Regions from separate parts of the Danio rerio genome. Here region 2 is linked to region 1. The links are chromatin contacts, called in public HiCAR-type maps. All regions are on one chromosome and are shown on one strand. The core of a region is the stretch at or near the end of the contact, and the rest is flanking DNA. Distances in the headings are between cores, read along the strand shown. Region 1 overlaps tiparp (TCDD-inducible poly(ADP-ribose) polymerase). Region 2 overlaps lekr1 (Leucine-, glutamate- and lysine-rich protein 1).

Region 1 (5,904 bases), core at 2,338-4,837:
GACTTTTATAGTAAGAAAAAGCAAATACGATGGAAGTCAATGGGTTTAACTTTCCAAAAAATTAAAAATCTTCTTTTGTTTTTAACGAAAGGAAGAAACACAAACCAGTTTGTGACCTAAATCTTTTCCCCACACAACTTTCTTTTCCCCCAAATACCCTTCAAAAGAAGGAGTGTATGAGTTGGAGCTTTGTATATTTTGGATTTTAGTCCTTTGGAAAAAACTGCTCGTTACAATTTGCTCTATTGCTGCAAGTTCAAATCTATGTTTACCCTTATCGGACAAAGATTTAATAAAATCACGCAGCTGAAGGTATTTAAATTTCCCACAATTTATAGTGAACTGAATTTGCATTATGAATTCTTAAGGATTTAAATTGGGTTAAATAAAAAAGTATTATTTCAGAAATTTGTTGAAGTGAAGGTGAAGTGAAAAGTGAAGGGTGAGTAAATGATGAATTTTCAGTTTTTTTTTAATTGGTAAAAAAGCAGATTATAAGTACTTCATTTTGTAATAAAATGACAGATTTCCCTCTGGTGACCCAAGATGACTTTGTCTAATCATCTCAATCTCTAGTCTGCTTAACCCCATCTATTCCTCATGGTCTTACATTCAGATCTGCCTTCATCCGATTAACAACCAATAGATAAATCTCCATCCCGCATGTTACGTAACTATGTCACAAAGACCTGTATCTATAAAGGCTGTGACACACCAAGGCGAATGCGTTTCTGTAAGGCCAATTTTTGCATTGTGTACTAATTGGATATTCAGTTAAAAAATTTAAAATAAAAAGTAAAATCCAATGAAAGTGAGCAGAGAACTTTAGAAGGCCACAAAAAGGTGTTCTTTTGTTATGTATTCTACCTCCGCATTGATATTTTCACAACAGAAGTGAAGAATCTGATCAGCTGCATTGTTTGCAGTTTACATATGCAATCCTAGTTTTGGTTTCCTTTTTTTTTTTAAAATAAGCAAAACAAAATCTTTACCTGCTGAACGTGTGCTATGTTGCAGCTTCCTACATTAGGTGACCAAGATGCAGCCAACACAAGGTGACCACATGATCAGCTTTTTAGTCATTGTTTACTTCAAATCGACTTGTTACTGTATTAATCTTGATGTTTTTACATCATGTAGATCTGCATTGCACAGGTAATTCTGTCATAAAACCCAAACCCTAAATGACTGAGAACATGGAAATAATGTGCATAAAAATTGTGCTCTAATTTGCTATATAATATAATGTTTATTTTGTAATTTGCTAAGTAACTGATGTTATAGTATTATACAATTCAGTATTTAAAGAGAAAACGAATAATTCCACCATCATTTGCTTACACTTCACTTGTCACAGTTCTGTTTAAGTTTCTTTCTTCTGTCGAACACAAAAGGAGAAGGCTGAAAACATTCAACCTTTGACTTCCATAGTATTTGTTTTTCTTACAATGGAAGTCAAGGATTACAGGTTTCCAGTGTGAAAAAAAAGTTTGCAACCAATTCAGAGCAGGTAAATAGTGAGTAAATTTTCATTTTTAGGTAAGCGATCCTTAAATACCTTGATTTGTTTAGTCAAAAAAGGAAATAGAAGACAGACAGCAAGCTATTGGCATCCATGTTTGTTGTTTACAGTTGTGAGAGAAGTAGAATGTTGCTTTGCTTATCGCTAGTTTAGATCAGGACTGATCTGTACAGATACAGAAGAATAGGCCTAGTTCAGGGATTTCCAACCTTCATTTAAATTTGGTTGTGTAAATGACTTTTTCAATTGTGAAACAAAGGTCTGGAGCCCATTCTAAGCACCTACATGAACACAAATGGTTGTGTTTTATTATGAGTCATGTACCAGATTTATTGTCAGTTTTCTTTAAAAGTTCTGCCTCTTAAGTCATGTAATGGCCAAAGGTTTGTTTACCTGCAGAGTATTTGCTGGCTTTCGTAAATGCTTTGACTTTGACTTCTTCTTTTACTGTTAAACTGGCTTTTAAAGGTTACCGTAGTGTAATAATTTACTTTATTTAGTTTATTCAAGGCAATTTATCATCGCTGGATAATGTTTTTAAATGCTCGTTGCTCCCTGTCCTTTTATATCTAACCAAGTCAAATGAGGGTGTGTGTGTACTGGCTGATCTCAGCGTGAATCATCAGGCAGTTACAGGTCATGGTCACCGTGACGATGAACACTGCCTTATGATTGGGTCAGGGGGACATCAAAGTGACGGAGCGCTTTAGCCGGGCTTACAGGAAGAGCAGAACAGGTTATTCACCCGTGACTCCACCTCACAGGTAAGGGAGAGATAAAGAGAGGTAAAACTGGCTTATCCACAGCTCATCTCTCTCTTCTTCTCTGTGTTTTCCTTAACACCATTTAATTACACTCTGTGCATCCTGATTATTGGCTACCCATTCATGTTCTTCTATGTAGATCAGATTGAATCCTTTGTGTCCACTCATTTTTTTCTACTTTCAGAATTGAGCCACAGAGATGGACTAGATAATTCTAGAGCTTCATAAGTAGGTTGTGCTGATGAGTGCAGAGGGAATCAGTGTTTGCACTTAATTTAATGGCTGGGAGATTATTTTTAGTGTTTGAGAGGGAAAGAGGCATAAAGGACAAGAGGTTTGAAGCTGTCTGGTGGTCCTGTGTGTGTATGGGCTGACCGCAGTTTTGTCTGTGAGGCAGGGTAAGGGGACACTGGGATTTCTATTGTTGTCACCATGCTATTACTCAGTCCGTCAGGCGCTCTGATGGATAATGGTCTCCATGGTTACCCAGTGCACAGGTGGTCGACTCAGGTTCGGCATGCCATGCTTGAAAAAGAAGCGAGCACTTGTGTGAAAATGAAAAGTGTGTGTGGGTGAGCCACTGTGAATCCTAGCTTGTCAGGAAAGCCGCCACAAATGTGTGTGTATGTGTGTGCGCGCTGCAGAGAAACACATCTTACTGGGTGTCGCATACCTTGATGCACTCCCAAAAGAAAAAGGTAACATGAGCTGATCAGCATTACACAAATTCACATGTGTTTGTGTAAAAGCGCACCATGTCGTGAAATGGAAGCTACGCTACGATACTTTCCATTGTCGGCTTTACAGGTTGCTATAGATAATTACATCTGCAAAATGATGTAATAAATGACACAAATGGAGTACCGAGAGAGCTCTATCTGTTCTGAGACGCGGTGTAATTCTCTTGACTCAATCTCATTTCATGTTGTCTTTACCTCCTGGTGCAGTCACTTCTCTACCCATTCCTCCGTAATCCCAGAATGCCCTGTTCTTTCATTATTGTACCTCATTGTACAAGCAGAGAGTTCTGGACAAAGAACAAGCATTGAGAAGAGAAAGAACAGAAAGAAACAGACTAAGCTCTAAAGAGCTTGTTCATTTACCAAGAACCAGTTTTCTCTCGTCTGTTTTGTTGTTGATGTTTTCACTTGGGGAAGTGATAGCCATCGTTTCTCGCTAATGGCTTTTGTTTGCTCCTGCTTTAGATGCAGGTGGAGGGAAAGTGCGGTGTCCACACACACTACCCTTCTCAGTCCCCGTGCCCTGAGGACAGATGTTGGCACTGTCGAGCGTATCTCTGCTGCTGTATTGAGCGCAGATGACTAAGCATGAGTCAGCAGCACCCTGGAGCGAAACTAGCAACACAGTGATTCCTGCAGAAGGAGATTTGGGTTGTGAAACTCACAAGTGGCTGCAGTTCGGTTAAGAAACTCCAGCTCTGGCCCGTCTTGAGTTTTGCATCTGTGGATCAGTGAATGTTTGTTGTGTTAGGCACAGTGCTTTTATTTTGGTATGTCAGGGCGGACATTTTGTACATAAATTCTAGGGGGTCTGATCATGTTGTTTCCCTTATTCTCGGCTCAGCTGCTTTCAGGAAAAAGATTTGTGTCATTCAGTAAAACCTTTTCTGCTTCTTACAAGTGAGGAAAGATACAAATGAGGAATTTCTCAATTGTCACAAATGTTTTCTGCTTCTCACGCTTTCTCCTGAGAAAAAGAGCTATGTTTTGTCCAAGGCTTTTTAGAATTGTCAACGTGCCACATTCTATTAAACCATTAAATGATTTTATCTACTTAAACATTTTGACTTCTTGATTAAAACTACTAGTAGTAATTAAAAATAGGAGTAGTAGTAATAACTGAAATAAAGCTTTACTGAAGTTATTTTTAAATATTATATAAAAACATGAACCAAAATAATACAAGTAAAATAATAGCATGATTGTAATATAACTAATTATAATATGAATAAAAAAGACTTGTTTATAGTGGCAAAAACATATAATATAGCTAAACTATATTATAAACATTGAATTGACAAGAATAGGAGACCATTTAGCTTAAAATCATCCTAGTCTTAGCAGGGATTTTTGTTTTTTATGCTCTTCCCATGTTTCATAAATTGTCAAATTTGTGTCCTAGAAATTTTCGAAGATATAACCAATCAGCGAGATGCAGTCAAAACATCTTCACTTTAACATACACTACCCATCAAAAGTTTGGAATCAACATGATTTTTAAATGTTTTAAAAATCCCCAAGGCTGCATTTATTTAATCAAAAATACAGTATAAATGGTAAAATAGTAAAATGTTACTAAAATGTTATTTTAATTTGAAACTACATACAATATGTATTCAATAAGTAGTTATTTCAATTTTGTATAAATATTTAAAAATTTAACATTAATTTTAGATTCATTAAATGCCCTCTTGATTAACAGAATAAAAAAAAAACAGGAAAAAAAAATCTCACTACGAAACTAGTGTTTCTAGAGAAACTGTTGATGTTGTTGTGTCGTTTTCTGCAGATCTGTGAGAATGAGGATCATTTTTGACAACGTTGTCTAATGTATTTTTAGTATGTTGCCGTGTAAGCGAACATAAAGTTGCTAGCTTCGATTTCTTTAGCTTTTTTTTTCCAGAGCCATCAGTTCTGTTCTCTCCATGTTGGCTTTTCCCCTCTGAGCCAATGAATGTTTTCCAGACATGCGATAACACAAACAGTTCTCCTGATGCTGGATTTGTGAGTAACAATTGTGTTCTGAAGGACATTAACGCCTTCAAATGGTTACGTTTGGCTGTTATTATTGGACTGGTGTTATCTAGTGCTTTGGCTCTGACGGCCAGATGGAAGTACTGAAACTGTTTTGTTCTGGTCTACAGCACGGGAGATGGTCTATCTGTTGGGTTTTACGTTGGCTGAGCCGGAGGCCGTGTGCTTGGGCAGAATGTGTGTTTGTGTGCCCGGAACTGTCTGTGAAAGACAGGCTGTCCCGAACACGCTGCGTTAGACTGATCCTGGGTGTGTATGATTGAAGCCCACGGTGTTCCAGTCGAGAGGACATAATGTGTGTCTTTTTCTATGAAAAAGTGAGATGGGATCGTTTCGGTCGATTTTGGGGTCTTGATCTTAAAAGAATAGTTTTCTGGAATGATAAGTTTGTCGAAACATTCACTCACTTTCTCACACTGTTTTTTTACATAGTGAATGACCAAAAAATTCAAAACAACAGCAAAAATCTTATGAAGCGACCCTATTTCTAAATTGCGAAAACACATTTAAATTAAAAACACACAATTGTTTAATTATTTAATATTTATTTTCAATTCCAGTAAATTGTTAAGCTAGGCAATTCTGAATGGGTGATTTTGTGAAAAGGTGTCATTTCAGTTTTATTTATAGAATATATAATATTCAATACATTGAATATGGGGTGAGATGTTTACTCAGTGTTTAGCACTCACAGCAAGAAAGTAGCTAGTTTAAGTCCCGGCTGGATCAGTTGGCATTTCTGTGTTTACATGTTCTCCCTGTGTTTGCGTGGGTTTCCTTCGGGTGCTTCAGTTTCCCCCAAAGTCCAAAGACATGCGCTATTGACCTTATTTAGCGATATGGG
Region 2 (5,904 bases), core at 1,403-3,902, 290 kb after region 1:
TGTGTTATGTAAGAATTCAGCATGTACATAAAGGACAGTGCAAATCAAGTGGCAAGGAACCAAAACTCCACCACCAAACAAAGCAGAGCTGCAGTTTAAAAAGTTCAATGTCTTTAACTATAAGAAATGAAAGGATTAAAATGTAAAGTAACAAAAACATAAGCAAAGTTAAATGTTAACATAAATATAAATACCACTACCTCCTCCCAAGCCTTCTTCACCTAAGGATGCCTTGGTGAAATCCAGAGTTCTTTCGATGTCTTCAGCCTCACAGACAAGCATATACATTTCCTTGCTAGTGCGATGTTTTGTTTTTATACTTACAAAGTACGAATCTTCTATGGTATGACCACAATCCACTTATTAAAGTAGACCTGTTATGCAAAAATCACTTTTATAAGTGATTTAATCATTGTAATGTGGCAACAGTGTGTGAATTTAGCCAAAAATAAATGAAAATTAGTGATGATCTTTCCCTCGATAGCATTAACAGCCCTGCGTGAGAAACAGCCGTCTTCCATTAGAGTTATCACCTGCTCAGCGACTAAGAGCATTAAAATGTGAAGTTTTAGATGAACACTGTTGTCTCTTTCTTTTGAGACGCTTCTTTTCATATTTTCAGTTTTTCACAGAGATAACGTAAGTGCTGTTTTTAATCTGCTGCTATGCTGATGCACAGGTGTTTGTAGCTCGCCCCCTTTTGAAAGGAGCACAATCTTATTTGAATTTAAAGTGACAGACACCAAAATGGCACAATTTGGATTACAGTCTAAAACAAGTAATTTAAAATAGTTATAAAACATTATTTGTGTGGTATTTTGAGCTAAAAGATCACATTACATCAGACATATTTAGCATCTTGTTAACATCTAGGGCATGTGTGTTCACGGCCGGATAGACATCATACGATGGCAAATTGGTCGACATCGCCCAACCCTAATATATATGTATGCATGTGCGATCACCACACACAAGCTATAGGCGTAGTGGAGAGACAGTGATAGAGCCAGTTCAGTGGATAGAGATGACTGGGAGGCCATGATGGTTAAGGGCCGAAGGGGAATTTAGCCAGAACATCCCTACTCTTTATGAGGATGGGATTTGTAATGACCACAGAGAGTCTGGACCTCGGTTTATCGTCTCATCCGAAAGATGGCACCCACGGACCGTTTAGTGTCCCCTTTTTTAGAAAGCACTCTCCACTGTGTTCCAAATTATTATGCATATTTTTTCAAGTGTTTCAATTAAAGTCATGGCTGGTATTGACCTTATTCTAAAATGCGGAAGGGCACCTGTTTTCGCGATTGTCTTAGAACTTCCGATTCAGTTGCCTATGGGAGAAATGACTAGGAATAATAAATGGCAGAAAACGGACAAACTTGCTCTACAAACAAATGTTTGCATGACTATACAGACCAAGTAGAATATTATAATAAGAAAATATCCAATTGTAACAACAAGCAGCGTAGCAACCAGTTTTTAACGTCAAAAAATTAATGGAAGTGAATGAGACCGGAAGTCTCAAGCCAAAAAGATTCAAATGGCAGCGCCTACTCGTCGGCGGAGAATTAGGTGAATTGTCGCAGTGCTCTTTCAATAACTAAAATCAGACCCCTGTGATAATTAGATTGCTAGGTGAGCCCAATTAAAGGAAAACTACTTAAGAAGGACATTCCATGTTTTTATGAAGACCTCAGGTTTCAAGCAATATGGGTAAGAAACTGAATCTCTTTGCAGCTGAAAAGCATTAAATAGTGCAATGCCTTGGACATGATATGAAAGCATAAGGTATATAAACAAAAACATTAACCATGATCATATTCTGAAAATGCAGCTCCTTAATTGACATTACAAAGCAGCAAACAGATATTTGAACCTGACAATGCACCATCTTAAGGTGTAAATAATACCTCTGTGGCATTGCATGCTATGGGCAAAAAAGGAAAGAAACTCATAGAGTGGTCACTACCCTCTTTGGATGTTTATGATTAAATTGGCATTTGATTTGAATAAATGTGACCTAGTGCAGCAAATTCAACAAATTACCATTTTCATTTCTTTATGATCCATAAAAATACCTACTTTTATCATTGGTATGTAAGTTCAATAAAATTCAAATTATACCTTTGATGACTTGAAAATTGTATACTGATTGTCATTTGCATCACTAATAAGAAAACCAGACGAATATAACATGTTTCATGTAATGTTTATTTTTATTCTAATTCAGCTTTATTTCATTTAATGAAAACCATATTTATATGTGTAGAAACAGCACTGCACTTTCTAGTATGGCCGAAATACATTGGATTTGATGTAACTATAGCTTCATTAAACTGAACTGAACTTCAGTTTATGGTTTAACTGCTCAAATAACAACCTAATTCTCATGCAACTTCTAAACTTTATTTGACCTCATCCCTTATTTAACCTTTATTTTCTGCACACAGATGGAGGCTTTTCTCCAGCAGAAACAGGCTGAGCAGGATAAACAGCTGAAACAGCGAGAGACAGAGTTAAGAAGAGAAGCTCATATTGAGCTAGACATTCAAAGACAGAAAAACCTGGAGCTGCTTAACAAATACCAGAATGAAATCCAGCAACAACAAAACAAGGTACAAACAGCTGATGTCTGGCACTCCCATGTGACCTCCATGTCTTGATCGTGGGACAGTAATGTTGCTGATCTGAGTAATAGTTCATCTACAGGGTGTCAATAACTATCAATGAGTCGATTTATTTTGTGAAGCAAAAACTATATTACAACAAATATGTCAAGGTTACCAAGATTTAGAAAAGGAAACCGAAGTACTTCACCATAGTTTCAAATTTAGTATCAAAATGTCTTCTTGGACATCCTTATTTGATTATATTTAATATAAACCTGGGACAAGAACAAACATGTTTGACTAGCTTGGGGTACATGAACACAAGACTCAAGTCACGCTCTCAGTTTCCCACTGGACTAATTATTTAACTCTCTGGTACATCGATTATTAAACCATAACAGAGACAATATTTTTTATCTCTTACTTAAGCCTTACTTTTTCAACTCAAGAATAGAATAATGTATAAACAATTCCACAGCAATAAGTTTTTATTTTCTTGAGTAATTAATCTAATTTGTGAGCAGAAAATAATGCTGTTTCATATTTCAATATCAAAAAAAATAGATGATTATTGATTTAGTCCAGTATACTAACTTTAACAGCGTTTAATGTTTGCCCCATTTTAATCTACTGCTCCATGTGTCTGTGTCCATGTCTTTCTCCCAGAAATTTCTGATTACTGTCTGTCCTTTCTAGCCTGATACTGTGTGTGTGTGTGTGTGTGTGTGTGTGTGTGTGTGTGTGTGTGTGTGTGTGTGTGTGTGTGTGTGTGTGTGTGTGTGTGTGTGTGTGTGTGTGTAGCCAGAGGAAGATCAGTGAAGGCAGCTCTATTGGTCCAGAAATGATGTTGAGAGGTTTTGTCTGTCTGCATGCCATAGCGAGGGTTTGCTTGGCAAGTCTGTTATGGGTAGCGAATTTTGGATGGGGACAGTGCTTCAGGACAGGTTGCTGGGATGTCAAAACAAACATGCTAACTAACTAGCTAACCAAGTGTCTATCTGTTAGGGAGGTGCATCTTTTAATTGTGGCCCCTTCTTATATCTTGATGCATAGTGAACAATACAGCAAGTCCTTATGATGTATTAAGATCCACAGTATCCAGAATATTGTCAGCATAGCACCAAGTTACCCAACTCAATGCAGAATTAATTGTGTATCTTAGACTGTTTGAAGCCCCAAAGAAGTGCACCTGCAGAGACTGTTGCATGCCCAGTGCGAAGCATAGGGGTGGATCAGTGATGGTTTGTCTCATAATATCATGGCATTCTTTTGTGCTAGATGGGCACGTGACTACCATGGTCAACCAAACCATTCTGGAGGACCATGTGCACCCAATGATTCAAACATTGTATCCTGAAGGTCTTGCTGTGTGTCAGGCTGATAATGTACCAATACACACAGTAAGACTGGTGACAGAGTGGTTTGATCAACATGACTGTGAACATCTCCTGTGGCCAGCACAGTCACCATAGCTAAATATCATGAAGCTACTTTGGGGTATTTTGGAGGATTGAGTCAAGAAATGTATCACATAGTAACCTGGCCACTATTCTGCATGAAGAATGGCTCAAAATCTTTCTGGCCACTGTGCAGGACTTGTATCTGTCATTCCAAAGATGAATATATATACATATTGGTTTTTTGCTACTCATGGCTATAGGTCCAGACAGAATCTGCGGACATTTTTTGCTGTTTATGCAGATAATTTAGTAAAAAAAAAAAACACCAGATTTATGCGGAATGGTTTTAGGACTATCATAACTAAAAACTTAATTTCTGAGATCAACAAATAATACATTTTTACCTTTTATTTAGGGCCAATCCCAATTCTACCATTATAGATATTATGACATTATATATGCCTTTGGTGATTTCCTGTAGATAAATACCAAAGAATAACACAACTGGAATTACTCCAGCAGTGGCGATCGTCTGATCTCATATGAAGCAAGAAATCGTGAGGACATATAATGACGTGTGCAGGTACTGTAGTGCTGTCCCAATTCTTAGGGGTACATTTTGAAGCCCTTCCCCTTAAACCTTGGTTGTAAGGGCAAAGGGGAAAGGGGAAGGGGTAGGGATACAAAAATAGAATTGGCATTGGGCCATAATATTTACAGTACAATGCAAATCCAATTAGATGCACTTATTTGTTAAACAAAGCAAGTCTCTTATATAATATCTCTACTAAAAGACAGAAAAAAATACTTTAAAAACTGTATTGTAAATAAATCATATGAACATTTTAATAATATTATTATTATTATTATATTACAATGCTATCCGTAAAATGAATAAAAACTGAATAAATATACATTTGCACACATTTACACAAGTCGATGGGCTAAAAATCTGCGAAGATTGCGGATTTCTGCGCAGATACCATGTGGGCCTACGCATCGCATAACAGATTACAAAGGTATTAGTTTTACCTGAATAAGAGCCAAAGTAAATTATAGTAGGGTTGTCTTAAGGTAGCATCAGTTTGATTGATAATCTGATTTACACTAGTTTATTATAATTTTTTTTGTCGGTTTAGTCCCTTTATTAATCCGGGGTTGCTACAGCGGAATGAACCGCCTCTTTCACACATACACTACGGCCAATTTAGTTCATTCAATTCACCTGTAGCGCATTACTTTGTACTGTGGGGGAAACCGGAGCACAAGGAGGAAACCCACGCCAGCACGAGGAGACCATGCAAACTCCACACAGAAATGCCAACCGGGGGTTGAACCAGTGACCTTCTTGCTGTGAGGCGATAGTGCAACCCGCTGCACCATCGTGCCGCCCCGCACTATATACTATTTTTCTTTTTTAGAATGTAGCATTATTACTGAGGTGCAACTGTCTATTTGCACCAAGAATAGCATCTAAATACACTTATTGGAAATAAAACTACTTTTTTTTTTTTTTTTTACATATAGTACAAATATATAATACTGTATATTTATTTAGTGTAAGTAGCATAATCCTCAATTGTGTAAATGACATCTGTCACTATTGTGCTTGGTTTAAATGTTATCTCTGCCTAATGTCTACATATTGTAATTGTGCTATTTCCACCTAGTACTATAGTGCTATTTCCACCTAACTTTTTTTTTTTTTTTTTGCACATAGTGCAAATCAGATCTTTACTATTTGTGCTTAGCATTGCTTTTTACATTCATAGCTATATTGGACTTAACATAAATACAATAAATAAACATTTCACATATGAATTTTTTATCTGAAAGGAAAGAGGAAAGAGGTTTCTTTTTTAAGACTACATCTTATCTAAAATTTCTCTGAAGTG

What was found. HiCAR-type assays count read pairs that join an accessible place to other places.
Region 2: a contact with region 1 is called in a HiCAR-type map of caudal fin, with 6 times the contacts expected there. The contact joins two enhancer-like sites. A contact is called at or near these places in 1 of 18 Hi-C or Micro-C datasets (an unstated tissue) and 1 of 4 datasets of contacts at active chromatin or transcription factors (caudal fin).

The regions. Positions count from the first base shown.
Region 1 is chr18:37,526,049-37,531,952 of GRCz12tu, forward strand. The region is part of intron 2 of tiparp (TCDD-inducible poly(ADP-ribose) polymerase); the gene reads left to right. Among named protein-coding and RNA genes, the nearest start is that of tiparp, 13 kb to the left of the region's middle. Within about 2 kb of position 3,588, at least 22 of the 62 cell types and tissues checked have an H3K27ac peak or open chromatin away from gene starts, as enhancers often do. A contact at or near this core is called in caudal fin, where this site is marked.
Region 2 is chr18:37,817,304-37,823,207 of GRCz12tu, forward strand. lekr1 (Leucine-, glutamate- and lysine-rich protein 1) reads left to right here. Exons shown (of 13, transcript XM_073929990.1): 11 at 2,451-2,615. Among named protein-coding and RNA genes, the nearest start is that of si:ch211-195m9.3, 190 kb to the right of the region's middle. Within about 2 kb of position 2,653, at least 1 of the 62 cell types and tissues checked has an H3K27ac peak or open chromatin away from gene starts, as enhancers often do. A contact at or near this core is called in caudal fin, where this site is marked.